2 separate regions of the Mus musculus genome follow, and region 1 is linked to region 2. The links are chromatin contacts, called in public Hi-C maps. All regions are on one chromosome and are shown on one strand. Each heading gives the region's core, a stretch centred on a gene start, on an enhancer-like site or on the middle of the called end of the contact. The rest is flanking DNA. Distances are from core to core; before and after follow the strand shown. Region 1 overlaps Rusc2 (RUN and SH3 domain containing 2). Region 2 overlaps Unc13b (unc-13 homolog B).

Evidence for each region. A called contact is a pair of places that touch in the nucleus more often than the background predicts.
Region 1: a Hi-C map of muscle stem cells shows a contact between it and region 2, with 3 times the contacts expected there. The contact joins two enhancer-like sites. A contact is called at or near these places in 13 of 39 promoter capture datasets (3T3-L1-derived adipocytes, the C10 cell line, the HPC-7 cell line and 9 more), 10 of 484 Hi-C or Micro-C datasets (the G1E-ER4 cell line, brain, embryonic fibroblasts and 7 more), 7 of 115 datasets of contacts at active chromatin or transcription factors (craniofacial prominence, embryonic basal ganglia, embryonic stem cells and 2 more) and 4 of 9 other capture datasets (adipose tissue, embryonic stem cells, liver and 1 more).

The regions. Positions count from the first base shown.
Region 1 is chr4:43,418,695-43,423,219 of GRCm38.p6, forward strand. It overlaps Rusc2 (RUN and SH3 domain containing 2), which reads left to right. Exons shown (of 12, transcript NM_199057.3): 3 at 2,911-3,555; 4 at 3,747-3,932; 5 at 4,025-4,165. Among named protein-coding and RNA genes, the nearest start is that of Fam166b, 8.2 kb to the right of the region's middle. Within about 2 kb of position 1,432, at least 131 of the 459 cell types and tissues checked have an H3K27ac peak or open chromatin away from gene starts, as enhancers often do. A contact at or near this core is called in muscle stem cells, where this site is marked.
Region 2 is chr4:43,245,973-43,250,295 of GRCm38.p6, forward strand. It overlaps Unc13b (unc-13 homolog B), which reads left to right. Exons shown (of 40, transcript NM_001384106.1): 25 at 3,485-3,609; 26 at 4,245-4,323. Among named protein-coding and RNA genes, the nearest start is that of Atp8b5, 19 kb to the right of the region's middle. Within about 2 kb of position 2,794, at least 17 of the 459 cell types and tissues checked have an H3K27ac peak or open chromatin away from gene starts, as enhancers often do. A contact at or near this core is called in muscle stem cells, where this site is marked.

The DNA.
Region 1 (4,525 bases), core at 182-2,681, 170 kb after region 2:
GAGGAAAGAGGAAGAGACAGAGGAGAGAGCCAGCAGCCACTGAAGTGTTTTCACTAGACTCAAAAATTTAAAGAGCTTTTGATATTTTTAAAAATGTAAGCATTTTTCTTGGGTCAGCGAGATGGTTCAGCCAGTAAAGGCGTTTGCCAATAGGCTCTTTGATCCTAGAGTCTAAATGGGGGAAGGAAAAAATTAACCCATGATTTCCGCATGCCTCTTCCCATACACACACACGAAATAAGGTTTACTTTTTTTTTTAAACTATTTTGAAGCAGGGTCTTATGAATCCCAGGTTATCGTCAAACTGTGTAGCCAAGGACGACCTTGAGGCCGCTGCCTCTGCCTCCTGCTGGGACTACAGGAATGAACCTCTGGGTACGCTCAGCCCTTCGGACTGACCGGGCTTAGTACTGCCTTACTGGGCAGGCTCTCTACCAGAAGCGCTTCCTCCCCAGTCCCAGTGGGACTTCTCCGTCAGGGCAGCCTCCAGTGACGCTGTCACCCTCTTTCCCCTGATCCTGTGCACTCTTTTTAAAGCCAACAAATGAGTTGACAGTTGGTTGAATTTATGGATAGCCAAGGAAGAACCAGTTTGGACAGGACTGGAAGAAGCTGAGGCTCCTCCTGAGAACCTGAGCAGCAGGGTCGGCGGTTGAGAAAAGGGATCTTGCCAAATCTTGATAGAGCAAAATTAATCAGACCGAGGCCAGAGTGAAATTCGATTTGTAAAGTGTCCTTGAGTTGATTTGGGGCGAATAACAGATTGCAAAATGTGCATCAACCATTCCCAAATCCATGCCCAGAGGTAGATTCCAGCGGGGGTGGGGGGTTGCTTCCTTCCTTTGAACACAGAGCACTGACTGGCTGCCCCTGGGACTCTGGATGCTACCTTGTAAGAAGGAACCCAGGAACTGGGGCTGCTTCCCAGGTACACAGCACATGTGATCTTTATTCTCTGAGCAACAACCACAGATAAATTCATTTTTTCAAGAAAATCAGATTTATATAAGGTGATTTGAGGCAGAGGAGACTAGACTGAATCAGAAGTAGAGAGTCGTTCATTTAACTGTTCGGTTCCTGAGATGCGCCCAGACCCTAGAGACACAGCGACTGAGAGGATTTGGTCCCGACTTTTCTGGAAATCCTGTGAAGAGTAACAGGCAGCAAACACGTTAGAAAATTCTTCCCGACACTTTACAAAAAGGAAATGAAACTGGGTGAGAGGGCTGAGCAGGAAGGGACTGATGAAATCTCAGGCAGATCACAGCAGGGACGAGGCCCCAGGGCGTTAGTGACTAGGTATGATTAAGGACTGAGTGGTGGAGGTGTGTTGAGCACATCAAGGAAGACAGGCTGTCCTCTGAGAACTGGGGATGTCAGGGAGCATGAGTGAACACTTCTCTATGAGCCTGTGTACGCATCCCTCATGACTCCATGACGTGAGTAAGAAAGATGGCCCAGCAAACCCAGCCTGACATCACTGTGTGTGTAATGTGATGTGGTCAAGAACTTTGGCCCCAGAAGCCGACTCTGGTTTGGGCAACATTCTGTGCTCTGCTATTTCCCAGCTGAGTGACCTTAACTTGAGACAACAACTTAACTTAAATTTCCCTGATCTGTGTGTAGCAAGGTGGCTCAGACTTGTAACAAAGCCAGCACTTAGAAGCTGTGGCAGGAGCAGTCTTAGCCACGCAGCAAGTTCAAAGTCACTCTGAACTACATGAGACTCTGTCTCAAAAAACAAACACAAATAAGTTTCTTGATCTGTGGAGAAATGAATTCCTCCTGCTTCTTGTTGAGCCACGCCCAGGGCTTTAGGCCCTAGAAGAGTGTGTGGCGCCACCTTGTGTTCATTTAGATAGCTGCAGCATGAACGGTGTTTTATTGAGATAACAGTTCATTAACAAATACCGTGGCACCCTGCATTGTTCTGGACCTCAGTTTAGTTCTGGGACCTGTGATTTAAGGAACACTGACCTGAAACGTGGCTGGGAAAAAAATCCCAAGAGTTGGAAAATATCCCTCTTCAAAGAGAGCAGAGGTAGATTTTGAAGTTCTTAGGAGGGGATCATGGGAGAGATCAGGATTGGGAGCACATACAGGGAGCCGGGCAGTGGTGGCGCACGCCTTTAATCCCAGCACTTGGAAGGCAGAGGCAGGTGGATTTCTAAGTTCGAGGCCAGCCTGGGCTACAAAGTGAGTTCCAGGACAGCCAGGGCTACACAGAGAAACCCTGTCTCAAAAAACAAAATGAAGTTTGGCCGATTTGGCTACAAGTAAATACTTACTTGTCTTACTGCTGAATTTGCTCAAAATCGGAGTGGAGTGTGTGAGTGGAGACAGGGTGGTGGATGGGTAGAGAGAACTTGAAGTCAGCGACATCTTGGCACTGACTCTGACAGAAATGGAAGGTATCAGGAAAACCCGCGCAGAGCCCGTAGATGAAAAGAGTGTAGAAGCTTCCGGCGACACGGTTTAGGAACAATGTTTCTAGCCAGGCTGTTTTCGTTTAAAACGAAAGCAAAGCCCTTTCCACAGCAGGATGGTCAAGGGGAGCTAGATGCTGTGGGCCTGGGAGCCATCTGTGTGAAAGTCTGAAACACAGCTACCTTTGCCAGGGAGCACTTGCTCAGTGAGGTGAGCACGGAGCCTCCAAACATGCCTTGACACCTGCAGAGTTGAGAAAGTGGAGAGGCAGAAGGCATTCCCGGTCATAAAAAGCGCAGGGCAGGCTTACAGGGAGGAGCAGCGTCCCCTCCGCAAAGGAGGAACCTGCCTGTCCCTGTTCAGGGCCTGTAGCCCAGGCTAGCCCATTATCCCCATTGGGTATCACCGATCCTTGTGATTCTTCCTCCCGCTTGGGTTTCAGTGTCTCTCTGATTCAGTCCTTCTCCATCGCTGTTGCTACAGGGGGTGGCACCGAAAGCCGACCCGTCCTTCGCTACAGCAAGGAACAGAGGCCGACCACCCTACCGATCCAGCCGTTCGTGTTCCAACATCACTTCCCCAAGCAGCTGGCCAAGGCCCGGGCCCTGCACAGCCTCTCCCAGCTCTACAGCCTCTCTATGCCCTGCAGCCGCGCACAGCAGCCCGCCCCGCTGGTTATCTCTACTGCTCAAGGCCCAGCCCCAGCTCCCTCAGGAGAGCCGCAGCCATTCACATCGCAGGCCTCTGGCAGAGGCGCCAGAAACGCTGGGCCTGAACCAGAGACCTCGCGGCCATCGCCCCTGGGAAGCTACTCCCCAGTCCGGAGTGCCGGCCCCTTTGGGTCTAGCACCGACTCCTCTGCCTCTACCTCCTGCTCCCCGCCTCCAGAGCAGGGCACAGCAGCCGACAGTGTATCACCATGGAGCCATACCTGCCCTCCTACTGTGCGCCCTGCCACATCCCAGCAGCCACCGAAGGAGGACCAGAAGATTCCGACCTTGGCTGAGTACAGGCTTCATGGCACAGGAAGTTTACCCCCTCTGGGCTCCTGGAGATCTGGCTTCACCCGGGCAGAGAGTCTGGTTCGAGGAGGTGGCGAGGGCAGCATGGCCAACAGGCCCAACAATGGTACGAGCTTCATTCCAAGCAAGCCTACATCTCTTTTGGGTGGGTTCTTAACGCTCTCAGTGGGGGTCACGTCCACAGTGGCTGGAGGTGATTGACATGTTGGCCTAGCCCTAGCATTTTACACGGCCGCCTGGTAGCCATGAAATACTGGCTCCTTCTAACTATTTTCTCTCTCCTGCTTCCACTTCCAGCCAACCACCTGTCCCCTCAGGCCCTCAAGTGGCGGGAATACAGGAGGAAGAACCCATTAGGGCCACCTGGTTTGTCAGGAAGCCTAGATCGAAGGCCACCGGAAGCTCGGCTGGCCCGCAGGAACCCCATCTTTGAGTTCCCTGGTTCTTTCGGCACAACCAGCCATCTGAATTGCCGGCTGAATGGTACGTGACCAAGGTCCCCTGGTTGTACTCAGAGCAAGCTGAGAAGGGCCTGGCCAAGAGCTTCTCGGGATTTCTTTTTTTCTTCTTTCTAGGTCAGATTTCAAAGCCACTGTCGCTGACCTGTCCTGACCTGCAGGACCCCTTCTCCTTAACCGAGAAGCCTCCCGCTGAGTTCTGTCTGTCTCCCGATGGCAACTCGGAGGCCATATCCATCGACATACTTCAGAAAAAAGGTACATGGCCACACCCAGCCTGGTCCAGGGATCCTGCCATCCGAGCCTGTGGTGCCGGGTACCATGCTAGGAACTCCTTCAGAAGACTTGGGTGTTTAAAACCCCAAACACCAATAAGGAGCCCATGAGCATTAGGGCAAGAAGTTGAAGCTTGTGTAGTGTCTGAGTGAATGAGGGCCACGTATCAGGAACTTAAGAATCAGGCGTCAGCCCTTCCCTCACCAAATTAAGTACAATGAGAGAGGCTGGTACATAATTTAAAAATATTTCCTGGAGCCTGGCATGATAGTGTGTACCTTTAATCTACCACTTGGGAGGCAGACCCGGTAGATCTCTGAGTGCCAGGCCAGTTTGGTCTAC
Region 2 (4,323 bases), core at 1,544-4,043:
AGTTTTAACTTTTCCCTGTGGTGACTCATTCTTCAGTTCATGGTCTTCTGAGACCAAAATCAGTCGTATTCACTGATCGACTCTCGAGGCTGAGCCTAGCTGTCTGTGAATCTGAGCTACTTTATCTGTTCTAGGTTAGATTCTAACTCAATGCTTGGAAACTTAGTTCATTTTTCTTTAAACAAATGATTACATTTGTTTGATTATGTTGTGGTTTATGGATGTGTGTGCACATACATACATGGAGGAGAAAGAATACCTGTAGGAATTGGTTCTCTCTTTTTAGAATGTTAGTCTCAGGGATTGAACTCAGGTCATCAGACTTGGTGAAAGATATCTTTACTGGCTGAGCCACTTCTCCAGTCCCATCTATCTGGATTCTTCCAACTATATAACTCTTCTGCCAACCATTTAAAAGCCAGGACTTTTTTTTTTTTTTTTTTTGGTTTTTTTGAGACAGGGTTTCTCTGTGTAGCCCTGACTGTCTTGGAACTCACTCTGTAGACCAGGCTGGCCTCGAACTCAGAAATCCTCCTGCCTCTGCCTCCCAAGTACTGGGATTTAAGGTGTGCGTTACCACTGACCGGCAGGACTTCTTTTTAGTTCCAATAACTCAATTACAGCTATGTCTTGCTAACTTATGCTTTTGCAGATTCACTTTCCTTTAGTGCAGCAAACACACACAATCCAACAAGTATACATATGTGTGTATGTATATCTGTATGTATGAATGTATATGTATATAAAATGTTCCAAGCCAGGTCTGAGAGAAGTCTTAAGTGCTCCCTGAAGGACTCCCCAGTCTCACACACACATGCATGTATATTCACCCAGTGTGGGCTTTTAAAAGTATTTTGAGAAAGGCATAAGAGTGAAGAGATTCCAAGGAGGAAGAATTCATTCTTGGTTCAACAATGGGAACATAAAAGAAGGGTGATAAGGCAATAGGACCAAAATGATGGAAATCTATTGAACACCCATCTTTTAGTGAATATATCCAAGCTGTAATGCTTCCTTGGAGGACCTTAGTAAAGATCTAAGACAGTGGTTCTCAACCTGTGGGTCATGACTCTTTTGGAGGTAGACAACCTTTTCATAGGAGTCCTCTAAGATCACCAGAAAGCACAAATATTAACATTATGGTTAATAAGAGCAAAATTACAATTATGAAGTAGCAATGAAAATAATTCTATGGTTGGGGTCATCACACATGAGGAACTATATTAAAGGGTCTAATATAGTGTTAGGAAAGTTGAGAACCACTAGTCTAAGATCTTTTCTTCATGCTGCCTTCTCTCATTCTAAATGTTCTTTTTATGCCAGCCATATACTTAGGCTTCCGCATTTAAAGGTTTTATAAACCTTCCACTGGTTCTGGTCTCCATGGGAGGTTTTTCTGGGGCCTTTGTTTAGCTTGTGGTATATTCTGGGTTTCTCTATCACTCATTTATGTATTCTCTTTGGCTAGTGAAAGATACTGTTCTCAGCTCTAATCTTTCAACCATGCAGATGTTTTAATATTTGATCTCTCTGCTCCAGCATAATAATGAACAAAGCTCTGAACAAGGCTGCAAATGCTCCAGGGACTTGGCTTTAGTCTCTTTATTTTCTATCTACTTTTCTACTTTCTCTGAATCTTATTTCCATGAGACAATGTATGCACTCGAGTAAACTCGTGGAGTTTCTGTTCAGTTGCATATCAACAAACAAAAACTCCTATTTTTCCATTAGTTCTTATTTCCTCTACGAGTCCTCAGGCAGAGCTCATTTGCCCACCTATTCATTGAACACATGGAGAATTAGAACGCAAAGTCAAGTGAAACACAGTTTTACACAGCCTTGGGAGAGATTCTGGTTTGGTAGAAATGAGGGCAAATTACTGCATTTGTCGTTATTTTTGTTGTTTTATTATATTTTATTATAGTTTTAGATATCTGATATGCTAATACCAGAAATTCATAGACTGTTCTGGGAGCCTGGGGGGGGGGGTCATCTAACCAAGCCAGGAGTGCCAGAGACAACTTTGCAGAAAGTCTAGCTGGATTTTGAGGAAGGCCTAGAACTGATATCAAGAAAGGAGCTGAAGGGAAGAGGGAGGGAAATAGAGTATTGGAGGCACAGAATTATTCATGCACATGTTAATCTCAGAAGGCCTGAGCAGTTTTACTCAGGTCTTTGTAACCTCAGACTTCGGAGCTCACCCGCTGTGAGGTCAGGTCTTAGCTCTAGGACAGAGGGCAGGTCACAGAAGCTCACTGTGCTTTTGTCTCCTCATCCAGAGCGTGAGAAACTAGCAACTTGTGCTCAAGAATCGCCAAGCAGATGAAATGAGATAGTGTGTGCAAAGCTGTTAGCAGCTGCCAGGCGCCAGAGTAAGCATGATGCAGTGCAACACAAGAGAACTGGCACGATGTGGAGTGGAGAGGAAGGGAGCAGCCTAACGACCATTGTGTCCAATGAAGGAGTCTAACTTAACTGAGGACCATGGAAGAGCTCTGAGATTCCCGTACAGAGAAATCACTGGTAGCTCACTGGAGGATGTATATAGTGGACTGCAGTTCAAAGGCCTAGGGTGTCTTTTGAATGAGTCTTTGCTGGGCTAGTGGCAGAAAAACTAAAAGAAAAAGGTGCATATAAGTGACACTAAGGTCAAGTCAATGACATATGGATTCAGTCCTGGTCTCTGCTGACTTCAGGCTCGTTAGGGGATTTTGGAAACTGTAGTAACATGTAGTATTCACATAAAAGTTCCACACTTGCCTCTGCTCCCGTGAGAAAGAATGTGCATTCCAGTCTCTGTAGTAATCATAAATTGTCTTTGCCTGGGATCTGAATATGAGTGACTATTCTTTTCCTGAGACTCATTGTTATATTCCTTTGTCTCCTAAGCAAATCATCTTCTTTGGATTGGCAAATAGCTTTCCAGGTGCATTTCTTCCAGCCAGCAATAGCCTTCAAGGGATCCAAAGAAGACTGGCCCCACTGAAAATTAGGTCAAACTGCACACAGGGTTTGTCCTGCTCAGCTTGAAGGAGCTTCTTAGAATTAGGATGTCTGTGTGTGCTGTGTGAAATGTGGATTTAAACAGGGACATCTGGAAAAGGAAGGTTGCCTGGGGGTGGGCGGATCTTACAGAAACAGACGTGTTAGTGAGGCTAGAGGATGCTCATTTCAGCCAGAGTCACATGTCCATAGTGACTAAGAGAAGAATCACAAGTGCCTTTATATCTCTTAGATTGTCCAAGCATACCAGAAGAGAGCCCCAGAGCTGAGGATAGCAATTCTCAGTGGTTGAAGGGTCTCCCAGTAGTCACCCCTCTTATGGAGCTGAGGCAGTCATTTAGAAGTCGTGTGCCAGAAAAGGAAGTATCCCTAACTTTAAAGTAGCAGGCATGGTAGAGGAAAAAGAAAAAGGAAGAGTCTTTTCAGTACTGTTGTGACTAGCTCCCTTTCTCCATGCCCCACCCCTCCCCTGAACACGAAGCAGGAACAACCTCTAGAGGAACCAGGGCCCAGCATTCGGAACTTGGATTTCTGGCCCAAACTTATCACACTCATTGTTTCGATCATAGAGGAGGATAAGAATTCCTACACACCTGTTCTGAGCCAGTGAGTATCACCCTACTTGGCTCTGTCTGGTTGGGGATTGGTCTGTCCATCTAACAGTCTCTCTCTTTCCTATCTCTGTATGTTTGCAGTGCCACCTCTTCCAACTGTCCGTCCATCTGTCCCTCTGTCCCTTGTATCTGTCTGGGTAACTGTTTCTGGAGACAGGTGTGGAAACATAAGGGGGGGCCCTATACAGGATGGGATAGCCTCCCCAGAGAGAAAGGCTTCTGGGACTGTAACTGTTAGGGGAGCCCCAGGGGACCCAGAGACTGTGTGTGCATGTGCCCGTCCACAATGAAAAAAAGCTGGCCTCTTAAGGCCCACCCCTGCTCTTTCTCCTGCAGCTTATCTATCCTGAGCCTGTCCTTCAGCCTCAACCCTCCTCAGGGATTCAATGCCTTGTCTGTACCTTCTGGGCATTCTGTCCTTTGGGTTCATCTTAGCTAATATGGTCCCCCTCTCCGTCATTTATTCTCCCATTAGTCCCTGGGCCCCTTTTCTCCAGACTCAGTCTAGTCCTGTTCCCTAGGACTCAACTCCTCTTCATTATGTCTTGTGAGAACTAGGTACCTTGGGATAAATAAAACCAAATAGCTCTTGCCTTGATGTTTACCATGTTTTTTTCCATCTCTCAGGTTTCCTCAGGAGTTGAACGTAGGAAAAGTCAGTGCAGAAGTGATGTGGCATCTGTTTGCTCAAGACATGAAATATGCA